Linked DNA regions of Strix aluco: region 2 is linked to region 1. A link is a contact called in public Hi-C data. All regions are on one chromosome and are shown on one strand. Each heading gives the region's core, a stretch centred on a gene start, on an enhancer-like site or on the middle of the called end of the contact. The rest is flanking DNA. Distances are from core to core; before and after follow the strand shown.

Region 1 (4,602 bases), core at 1,576-4,075:
CATTTCTGCTTTCTGCATTCTTCTGTAGAACTGAAACTTTCAGGGGTTTTAGAGACTAAGACCAATGGAAGCATCTTTGTATGTTTTCCTTATCTCTTCCCACCCCACCTGCCCCCCATCCTTTTGTCCCCATCACCTAGGGGACGACTCAGTTTATCAGAACCTGGGGACAAGTATCTGCTCGTCCTGAAGCTCCACCTAAATATTACTCAAGCGGTGATGTTTTTCCCCTGATTTCCAAACAAGTTAAATTTTCTCCAAAGTCTGCCCAAAAGCTGATTTTACTTTTCCCATTTTACTGATTGGATATCATTTTTGTCACATTTCCTAAGGTCTAAGCGGTCTTTGGGCTGGTTTGCAAAGCATCCCTCATTGAAGGAGCGTGGCTTGGCCTTTAGTTTTGTGTGGTGACACACACACGTCACGGGTCACATCAGCCTGATGTTAAGTGAGGGAAAGGTGTCAAGTGTTAAGAATAATCTGCAGATCCCCCAGAGGGGAGTTCAGCATTATTCTGGGGTGCTTTGCAGCCACGGTGAATTGGTAGGAGAACTTTCCAGTATTGCTGTACACAAGCCTTGTTTACTTGGTGCCCAGTTAAAGCTGGGCTGTGCTCTCCTGTCCTGCAGTAGGTGGATCAGACCACGGACCCTTTTGTCTTGATTGCAGACCTGAGCGCTGTACGGTGGACCTTGACAAATGCTTGCTGTCAAAATAACATCATTCCTTTTTATTTAGGACAAGGCAGGACCTCACAAGGAAATCTATCCTTACGTTATCCAGGAACTTAGACCAACTTTGAGTGAACTGGGAATCTCCACTCCAGAGGAACTGGGCCTGGACAAAGCATAAACCTTATCGGTAAGGGATGCCGTTGCTTCTGAGACTCCTGGCATGGGACTCCTGTACCCAAAACTCTCCTGGCAAAGACAGAGTCCTCTTCCTTGCCTTCATGGGTCTGAAATGCTGTGAAGTTCAAGCTTGTCATGTGATTCTCCAGATATCTCTATAACTACAGGTCTCCTTGAAAAGGTACTAACCCTTTTCAGATAAGGCTTAGGACAAGAACAGTGTGGTTGCTTGAGAAGGGATAGGGTGGTTGGCAACCATACCCAACCTCCCAGAAGTTTCTACATAGCAGTTGCCACGACAATGGGTATTGCAGCACTTTGTTGGCAGCACGTTGACCTTTGCTCCTCATCAGCTTGTCCCTCAGAAGCACTTTTAGCAAATGGCAGGATCATTTCCACTGGAAATGCACAAACTTTCACTCTATTGTCACAGTCTGGCCAGTTTAGAAAACTGGGACACTAATTACTAGGTTGTGCTAGAAAATGGGCCCCACTGATGGTAGTCACCCAACAACACTGAAGTTTCTTCATGTTACGCTTAAAATAGCATCTTTTTTCTGTACTTTGGAGGGCTCCTCTCTTACAGAATGAACAGATCAGCTGTAGCATAGCCAGAGCTTAACCGATCTGTGCGCAGAATATCCTTCAGCCTCAGTAGATAATTTCAGGGACAGTGCATGTAGTATTTTGTCCTGATTGTAGCGGCCTCAAGTCTCGGAAAGCCACTTGTTTTGCTGGCTTTTTAGAGCTGAACTTCTGAGTACTTTCTAAACTTGAAACCAGCTGTAACAATGACATTTAGATCATCATAAATACCAGCTTCTTGCATGAGCTGCAACACATGAAGGTGTTGTTACTAAACAGCAGCTTCTCTGATTAATGAGGATCTGTCATTAAGTGTAGGCAAGACCTAATGTGCTCTAATCCCAGACTAAAATTAAGCCCTAAATAAAAATCCTTGTGGAAGTAAAGTTATGTAAAGACAGTCTGTTAACTCAGTTTCTTCAGGAGATGGCCAGTGTCATATTCTTTTTTTGATATTGTGCTTAGAATAGAGGTATCAGGTGTCAGACTGCAAATAGTACTTAATTCTGGATCTTTAAGTCCCTGCCCTCCTCCTTGCCCTGGGACATGATGTCTTGGTGCAAGGGGGGTACTGAGACAGCTGTGCTGGCAATGCAGTAACTGCATTTGGGGGCTGAGTATGATTAAACTGGGCTTTGAGTGTAAATAAAAATAAATAATAAAAAAGAGGGAGACCTCATGGCCCTCTACAACTCCCTGAAAGGAGGGTGCAGAGAGGGGGGATGAGTCTCTTGAGCCAAGGAACCAGCGCCAGGACAAGAGGGAATGGCCTCAAGCTGCGCCAGGGCAGGGTCAGACTGGCTCTTGGGAAGGATTTCTTTGCAGAAGGGGTTGTTGGGCGTTGGAATGGGCTGCCCAGGGCAGGGGGGGAGTCCCCATCCCTGGAGGGGTTGAAGAGTCGGGTTGACTCAGCGCTGAGGGATCTGGTGGAGTTGGGAACGGTCAGGGTGAGGTTCATGGTTGGACTGGAGGAGCTTCAAGGGCTTTTCCAACCGAGATGATTCTGTGAAATAACTCATTTGAGGCACCATGGAAACTCTGTGGAGATACTGAGCTGCTCCTTTAATGGCTTTTCTGTTCTTTTCTGTTCCAGGTGCATTACTCGAGCATTTTACTGATGCTACCTGATTGTACACAGTCGCCTGAAGACACAAATGTTAAAATATTACCTTATTTGAAAGAACTTCTTCCTTTATTGAGTCACAATATATGTGATGTGAAGTTGGACCTAATAAAGGAAAAACTGGTTTGACTGATGTGGTAGCGGTGGCTTGTGTGGTTATTTCTTTTTGTTTTTACGGGGAAAGAAGGACACAAACTATAAATATATAACTGTAAAAAAGAGTACGTGCAAGAGCTTATAAATCATTATTTGCCCGGCAAAGCGTGCGTCTGTGGCTTCTAGCTCCACCTTCGGGAAGGGAAAGGTAAGGAAGGATGTGTCTGGAGGGCATGGTGACCCTCCTGTACTCACAGCTTTGGGGAGGAGGAGGAGGGCTTGCAGAGCTCTCCCTGCCCTTGGCGGAGTCGGTTCACCGTGACGAAGTCGGGGCCTAACGAAGCGTCCGAGGTGGGTGGGAGGCTCCTGTCCGCTGGGCCGCGCTCCCGCTGCCCTGCCTGCGCACCTGCCAGGAGAGATGCTGCTCTCAAGAGCCTGTTTCCCACCACGGCTCCGGCAAAAAAAAAAAGAGGGGAAGAGGGAAATTCTTCAGGAAAACAGGAAGCAGTTCCCTGGTGCGGAGGGGGCTCGCGGCAAGGCCCGTGTGGGGCAGGACGTCCCGCCGGCCCCTGCCGCTGCCCGCCGGCCGCACTACGCATGCGCGGCGGGGGCGCGCGCCACCTCCCCGCCTCCTATTGGCTGGATCCCGCCGCCGCGCGCTGCCATTGGCGGGAGAGGCGAGGGGGCGGGGCGACGGGCGGCCATGGCGACGGGCGGCGGCGGAGCCGGTCCCGGAGCCGGTCCCGCTGGGAGCAGGCCCGGCGGGCGGCGGGCACCGGGGGTACGTGCGGGGCCGGGGGCACTGTGGAGTGTGTGCGTGGGGATATAGGGCTGGGGTGTGTGCGTGGGGGTGGTATAGGGCTGGGGTCTGTGTGGGGGCAGTACGGGGTGTGTGCATGGGGGTGGTATAGGGCTGGGGTCTGTGTGGGGGCAGTATGGGGTGTGTGCATGGGGGCGGTATAGGGCTGGGGTCTGTGTGGGGGCAGTATGGGGTGTGTGCATGGGGTGGTATAGGGCTGGGTGTGTGTGGGGGCAGTATGGGGTGTGTGCATGGGGGTGGTGTAGGGCTGAGGTCTGTGTGGGGCCTGGCTGGGGCGTATGCAGAGGAGCAGTATAGGGGTAGAGGGTGTGCATCTGGCTGTAAGGGGGTTATACGTGTGGTGGCACAGGGTAGGGCAGGGGCGGTGTAAAGCAGAGCGTGTGCAGGGGCTGCACAGGGAGGGGTATAGCACATACAGGGGATACAAGGGAGCAGCGGGCAGAAGTTTGCTGCCTGCCTGGTTAACCCCACTGACCCAGGCGGCCCCAACTCCCTGTGCACAGAGTTATTCCCGTGTGTAAGGCTCTGCCTTGCTAATTCTGGCTTAAGACACTGATGCTAATCCTGCTTGTGCTCTCCGATCACCACCCCAGGTCTTCTGCATTGTTTCTTCATTAACTGCTTTCTCTAATTCCCTGTCCTTCCTGCACTGACTCTGTCTCCCATTTTCTGAATTTTCCTCTCTTTTCTTCATTAATTATTGTATTTATAGAACTTTTTTCCTGCCCGTTGTCACTGAGTAGTGCTGGCTCTCCTTGATGATAAATGCCTTACAGACAGGGCAGGCTCTTCCTTAAAGCCCTGACTCTCAGACCTGATTATATGACACTGCTTTCATTTTAATGATGTGGTTTTATTATTGTATGGGGAGAAGCTTGAAAGACTCAAACTCTGTGGAGAAGTTCAAATAAAGTATCCTTATTGTTTATTTGATGAACCTGCTAGTTAAATCTCCTCCATCACATCTTGTCCTGAGTATTACTGGCATTAAGCTTGCAAAGAAACTGCTGGTCACCACGTGCGCTTTTAATTTAGCATCGCCATTCCCAAATAATCCCTTCATCTGCTAATAGATCTGCTTATTCCTTTTCCTCTCCCTCCTCCAGCCGCAGCACAGGGCTGGGGAG
Region 2 (4,602 bases), core at 791-3,290, 180 kb before region 1:
ATCCAGTAAAGTGGGCTTTTTGTGTGCTGCCTTATTCAGAAACCTGATGGCTTTTCTGCAGAATGGGATCATAGCAACCGGAGGAAAAGCGCCGGTCCGTGCCGACATCAGGCTGAAATTGTTTGCCTTTGACGATTTAAAGCCATCGGGCCGTCGCTGGGCTTGCGCTGATCCTTCAGGGCAGGAGCTCTGCAGGTTTCTCCTTTCCCTTCCGCTATTTATTGCACTGCTTGAGGAAAAATGATCCAGCTGGTAGTTTTGGCCTGTGAATGGAGAGCGGTGCTATTGTCTGGCGCTCTGTCATCCACCTGCAAAAGCCTCCAGCTCTGGCCTTTCATTCACTCTCTCCTCTTCACAGGTCGACGGACTTCTCTTCTATCACAAGCAAACCCACTATACCCCTGGCAGCACCCCGCTGGTGGGCTGGCTCCGGCCTTACATGGTACCCGAAATCCTCGGGCTCGACGTGCCCGCGACCGTGCTCACTGCCAAACCAGACTACGCTGGGCGTCAGCTCCAGCAGATCATTGAGAGCAAGAAGAGTAAAAAGCTGGCAGCAGAAAAGGGTCACTCGAGCAGCGCGGCGGCTGCGAGGAACGGACATTACGAGCTGGAACACTTGTCTACCCCTCAGCCAGCAAACTCTCTGGAGGACCAGGATGAAGCAGTGAGCCAGATGGAGAATTAGGCTGCTGGGACAGACCGGTTGGGTAAGGAGAAAGCAGAAGGTTCCCTGCTTCTCACTCACTCACGCTCCCTGAGAGGGGGGCAAAGGTTATAAAATAGGATGGTTTTGTTCAAAGGGCAACAAAAGTGGAATATCTTGCTCCAAGTGCTGCTGGATTTCTCTCTCTCTCTCTTTTTTTTTTTTTTTTTTTTTTTTTTCTTGCCAGGGCTTCTGTGAGGCCTTAACAGGATTGTCAGGTTCTTTGCTAAGGCAGTTGTGTGTTGGGAAATGGAATGATCTGTCCCCACACTGCAGGGTTCCTGGTTCAGCTCCTGACCCTGCTTCTGGTAAAGCCTCTGGCAAAGCTCCAGCATAGGAACAGTGCTCAGACCTCCGAGGTGCAGCTGCTGCTCGTAACCCCAGCCCCGACAGCAGCCCCACCTCCCCAGCCCTGGAAATCGGGGCGTTTCAGCCTTTGATCCAGCTGTTTACCAAGGCCTTCTCAATGAAAGTTTTGTGGTCAGTCTGCTTCTAGTAACAAAAAGTTTGCAGCAGGCTGCTCTAAAGCCAAAGGCTGGGCTTTCCACACCCACATGTTACTAGGAAAAGCTAAATTTCCTTGCATCGCAGCAGGCCCTGCCTCCCAGCACAGCTTTGTGCGGCGTGAGCACGGCAGAAGCCTGTACTCGAGGCTTTTCTCAGTAGGGGGAGGAAGGAATGGTTTCGCTCTGAAAAACGCTAGCATTGATTGTGCCAAATAAAAGGTTTCTCAGAAAGACAAATTCTTGAGCGTCTTCCTGCTACCTAAGGGTGGATGCGTGCTGTGCCTCCCAAATAGGGATTGAAAAACCGCTTGCAGCGCTAACTGGAGCGGAGGAAATGCTTGTGCGGGTTTGATTCTCTGCACACCGAGGTGCTTCAGCCCCTCCCTCCCCGCCGCTGCCCCTCTTACCCCAGCCCAAGCCCGCTTTGCGAGCACCGGCTGCTGCCTTTCCCCGGCTTTAGCGGGGATGAGACGATTGTACTCACCATCCCCAGGTTGTTTTCCAGAGGGAGATTAAAAGGCCAGAGCAGGACGGCTCTTGTGACAGAGGGGGAGATGAACTATCAGGGTAAACGTGGCGCTGGGGCGTCTCCTCCCAGCAGTCTATGAGAATGCCCCCGGAGGAGGGCCCGTATCCAGGAGGAGATATCGAGAGCGGGGATGGCTGCCTGCAGATAGCGGGGGCACTTGTATCCTGCACTCGCACCCCCCGTTTTTCCCAGAAAAACGCTTGTTTCTGTGCCAAGCGTGTGGGCTGCGTGCGATCATCTGACTGTGCAGCCGCTATTGATTATACCAGCGGGCAGCAGGAACTGTCCCAACTGCGGCCAGAGCTGGCTTCAGGAGGGGAGGAAACAGCACCCCGGCTCTGCAGCTTTCGGATGCAGCTGAGCGTGCTGCAGTCTCTTTCAAACGGTTGCTTATTTTGTTATTTTTGTTACTACATTTTGGTTTTTTTAGCATGTGACGCAACTGGCCCCGGGGAAAAGGACAAACACCTGGGCTGCCTTGTCCTCCCCGTCCCTCGAAGGCTCTGGGCTGCTCCGGCTGTGGGTTCCCCCTACGCTTCAGCCTCACCAGCTGGCAGAGGACCGCAGGGAGAGCCCCGGCCGGGAGACCACATCCAGCCTCCTATCAGCATAGCTTTCCTTCCGTCAGGCAATTAAACCCGGAGGTGGGTATCTGGCTGCAAGATTTGTGCATCCCTTAGGGCAGAGAAAGCTGCAGCTCAGGTTACCGCCTCCCTGCTGCCCTACAGCAACCTTTCAAGGTCCTCTAGCCGAGGGAGGGGAGTGGGCAGGGGAGAAAATACAGCTGAAGGGGGGCTGCTTTCAGCTGCTTGCTCCGATCGATGGAGGAGAGCAAGAGGGAAGCAACTGTAGCTTTCCGCCGGCTCCGGATGATGCCGCATAGTTTCCCTTTTAAAAGCATGAGCTGGGCTGGAGAAATAAATATTTGTGTTGCAATTCCTGCTGGAAACGAAAGGCTGTGTTTGGAGAGAGGGTGTTAAACGGAAGTCACCGGGGCCAATGCAGTTTGTTGCTGTGACTGTTTTATTTGCTGGGTGCGATCCCGCTCCCAGCTGTTCCCTGCCCTGCTCCCAACTGGGACAGGCGGCAGCTTCGGCAGGGACCAAGGAGGGGTCACCCCCCCCAGGGGCTTAAATTTAGTCTGGGGCAGGAGAGCTGAGCGGGCAGCTCAACCTGTAGCCGTGGAGGCTCTGGAGGACAGACAGACAGACAGCCGCATGCTGGATGTGGCTCGAGGGCTCAGCCCCTTCCCTCTGCACTTTCTTCCATTTTCTCCGAGTTAGGTGCAAAGGCTCTGGCTGCGGGCACATTGCCAACGCAGTCCTCCTCGGCTGAACAAAATGTCCCCCTGTCCTGGGGCCTGGTTTTTAGGTCGGGCCGAGGCTGTGCAGCACAGCAGGGGCCCTGCACCCCCCGGGGTGTCCCCACTCCTTCCCAGCAGCACAGACACCTGTGCCCAGCTGGGGAACGCAGCCTGGCGATTGTGGAGAGGGAGAGCGAAGGGCTGGAAATCCTGGACGCCGGTTTGCGCGCTGGGAAGGCACACGCCTGCCCGGGGGGGAAAGCTGCGAGGCAGAGGCTGAAGTCCCGGCAAGGGAGGGTGCTGGTGCCGGGAAGGGCGGGTGGGAGAGGCGAGGCTGCGCGCCGCAGTGGGGAGCCCGTGTCCTGCCCTGGGGTCACTGCCCGCATGGTTTGGGGGTACAGCACACAGCGAGAATAAAGAGAAAAAAAAACAAAGACTGATTTTGGGCCCCGGGGAGCTCGCGTTGGCGGTGGGCTCGCACAAATGCACAGCCTTGGGGTTTCCTCGAAGGCCCCTGGTGAGCGCGGCTGCCGAGGTGCCCCCGGCTGGGAGGCAGAGCCCCGGGGGGCTGCAGGCGCCCTCGTCCAGCGCTGCCCCCGCCCTGCCCGTCTCTCCTGTGCAGGCAGCGCCGGTGGGTGTCAGGCAGGGCCGCCTGCCACCATTTTAGCGGCGGCAGCGGTGCTACCGCCTGCCGAGGCGGTAACCGAAGCTGCTGGGGGCGGGGGGGGGGGGGGGGGGGGACCGGGGGACGCGGCGCTTTGCCGGCAGAGCCGAGCCGGCCCGGGGCGGGGCGGGGAGCGGCGGGGCTGCGCCGGCTCCTCCATCCCCATCCCGGCGGCTGCCGGGGCCGCTGCCCTCGCTGCTGCCGGCCCGGGAGGCGGCGGCGCCCCCCGCCCCCCCGCCGGGGAGGGCTTCCTGTCCCCCGCCTTCCCCTGGCCGCCTGCCCGCCGGGGCCGGCCGAGCCGCGGGGAGGGGAGGGGGCTGCGGGCGCTTCCTGCCGCCGCCCCCGCCGGGGCAGAGCGGAGCGGAGCGGGGCGGGGAGCTCAGCCCGGCCCAGCCCAACCGAGCGGCGCTTCCCCGGGGCGAGCGAAACTTCCCGGGGGGCTGCCGGAGAGATTTCAAATTTGGGGTTTGTGGTTTGGGTTTTTTTTTTTTAATTTATTTTAAATTTTTCGGCACTTTCGGCGGGGACCCCGGGGCGGAACCGCCCTCGCCGAGAGCCTGCGGCGGCCGGGAGGGGCCGGTGCCCGCAGCGCCGCCGGCCCCCGGGGATGGGCTCCGGCGGGGCGCCCAACGCCTAGCCCGGCTCGGCTCGGCCCGGCCCGGCCCCCCGCGGGCAGCGGGGCCGCGCAGCATGGCCGCGGAGCTCAGCGCCGAGGAGGAGCAGGTAGGTCCCCGCCGGGCTCCCCTTCCCCGGGCCGGGCAGGACCGGACCCCGTGCGCTGCCCCCCCCCCCCCTCCCCGGTTTTTATTTTTGGCTACCCCCATCTGCAGCGCTGTTTTTTCCCCAGTGGGGCGCTTCTCCGCAAGGAAAGCCCCATCTGCAACCCCCTTGCCC

Evidence for each region. Hi-C and Micro-C count contacts between places; a contact is called where the count stands out from the background.
Region 2: a contact with region 1 is called in a Hi-C map of heart, with 5 times the contacts expected there. The contact joins the promoter of PTPN9 here to the promoter of FAM219B in region 1. A contact is called at or near these places in 2 of 2 Hi-C or Micro-C datasets (brain and heart).

What each region holds. Positions count from the first base shown.
Region 1 is chr12:5,839,189-5,843,790 of bStrAlu1.hap1, reverse strand. FAM219B (family with sequence similarity 219 member B) reads left to right here and starts at 2,825. Exons shown (of 6, transcript XM_074836835.1): 1 at 2,825-3,436. The coding sequence starts at 3,074. COX5A (cytochrome c oxidase subunit 5A) reads left to right here. Exons shown (of 6, transcript XM_074836838.1): 5 at 739-861; 6 at 2,530-2,692. The coding sequence ends at 852.
Region 2 is chr12:6,022,546-6,027,147 of bStrAlu1.hap1, reverse strand. It overlaps PTPN9 (protein tyrosine phosphatase non-receptor type 9), which reads left to right and starts at 2,040. Exons shown (of 13, transcript XM_074837843.1): 1 at 2,040-2,385. SNUPN (snurportin 1) reads left to right here. Exons shown (of 8, transcript XM_074837848.1): 8 at 359-1,449. The coding sequence ends at 671. It overlaps LOC141928942 (a long non-coding RNA gene), which reads right to left and starts at 1,924. Exons shown (of 4, transcript XR_012624916.1): 1 at 1,697-1,924.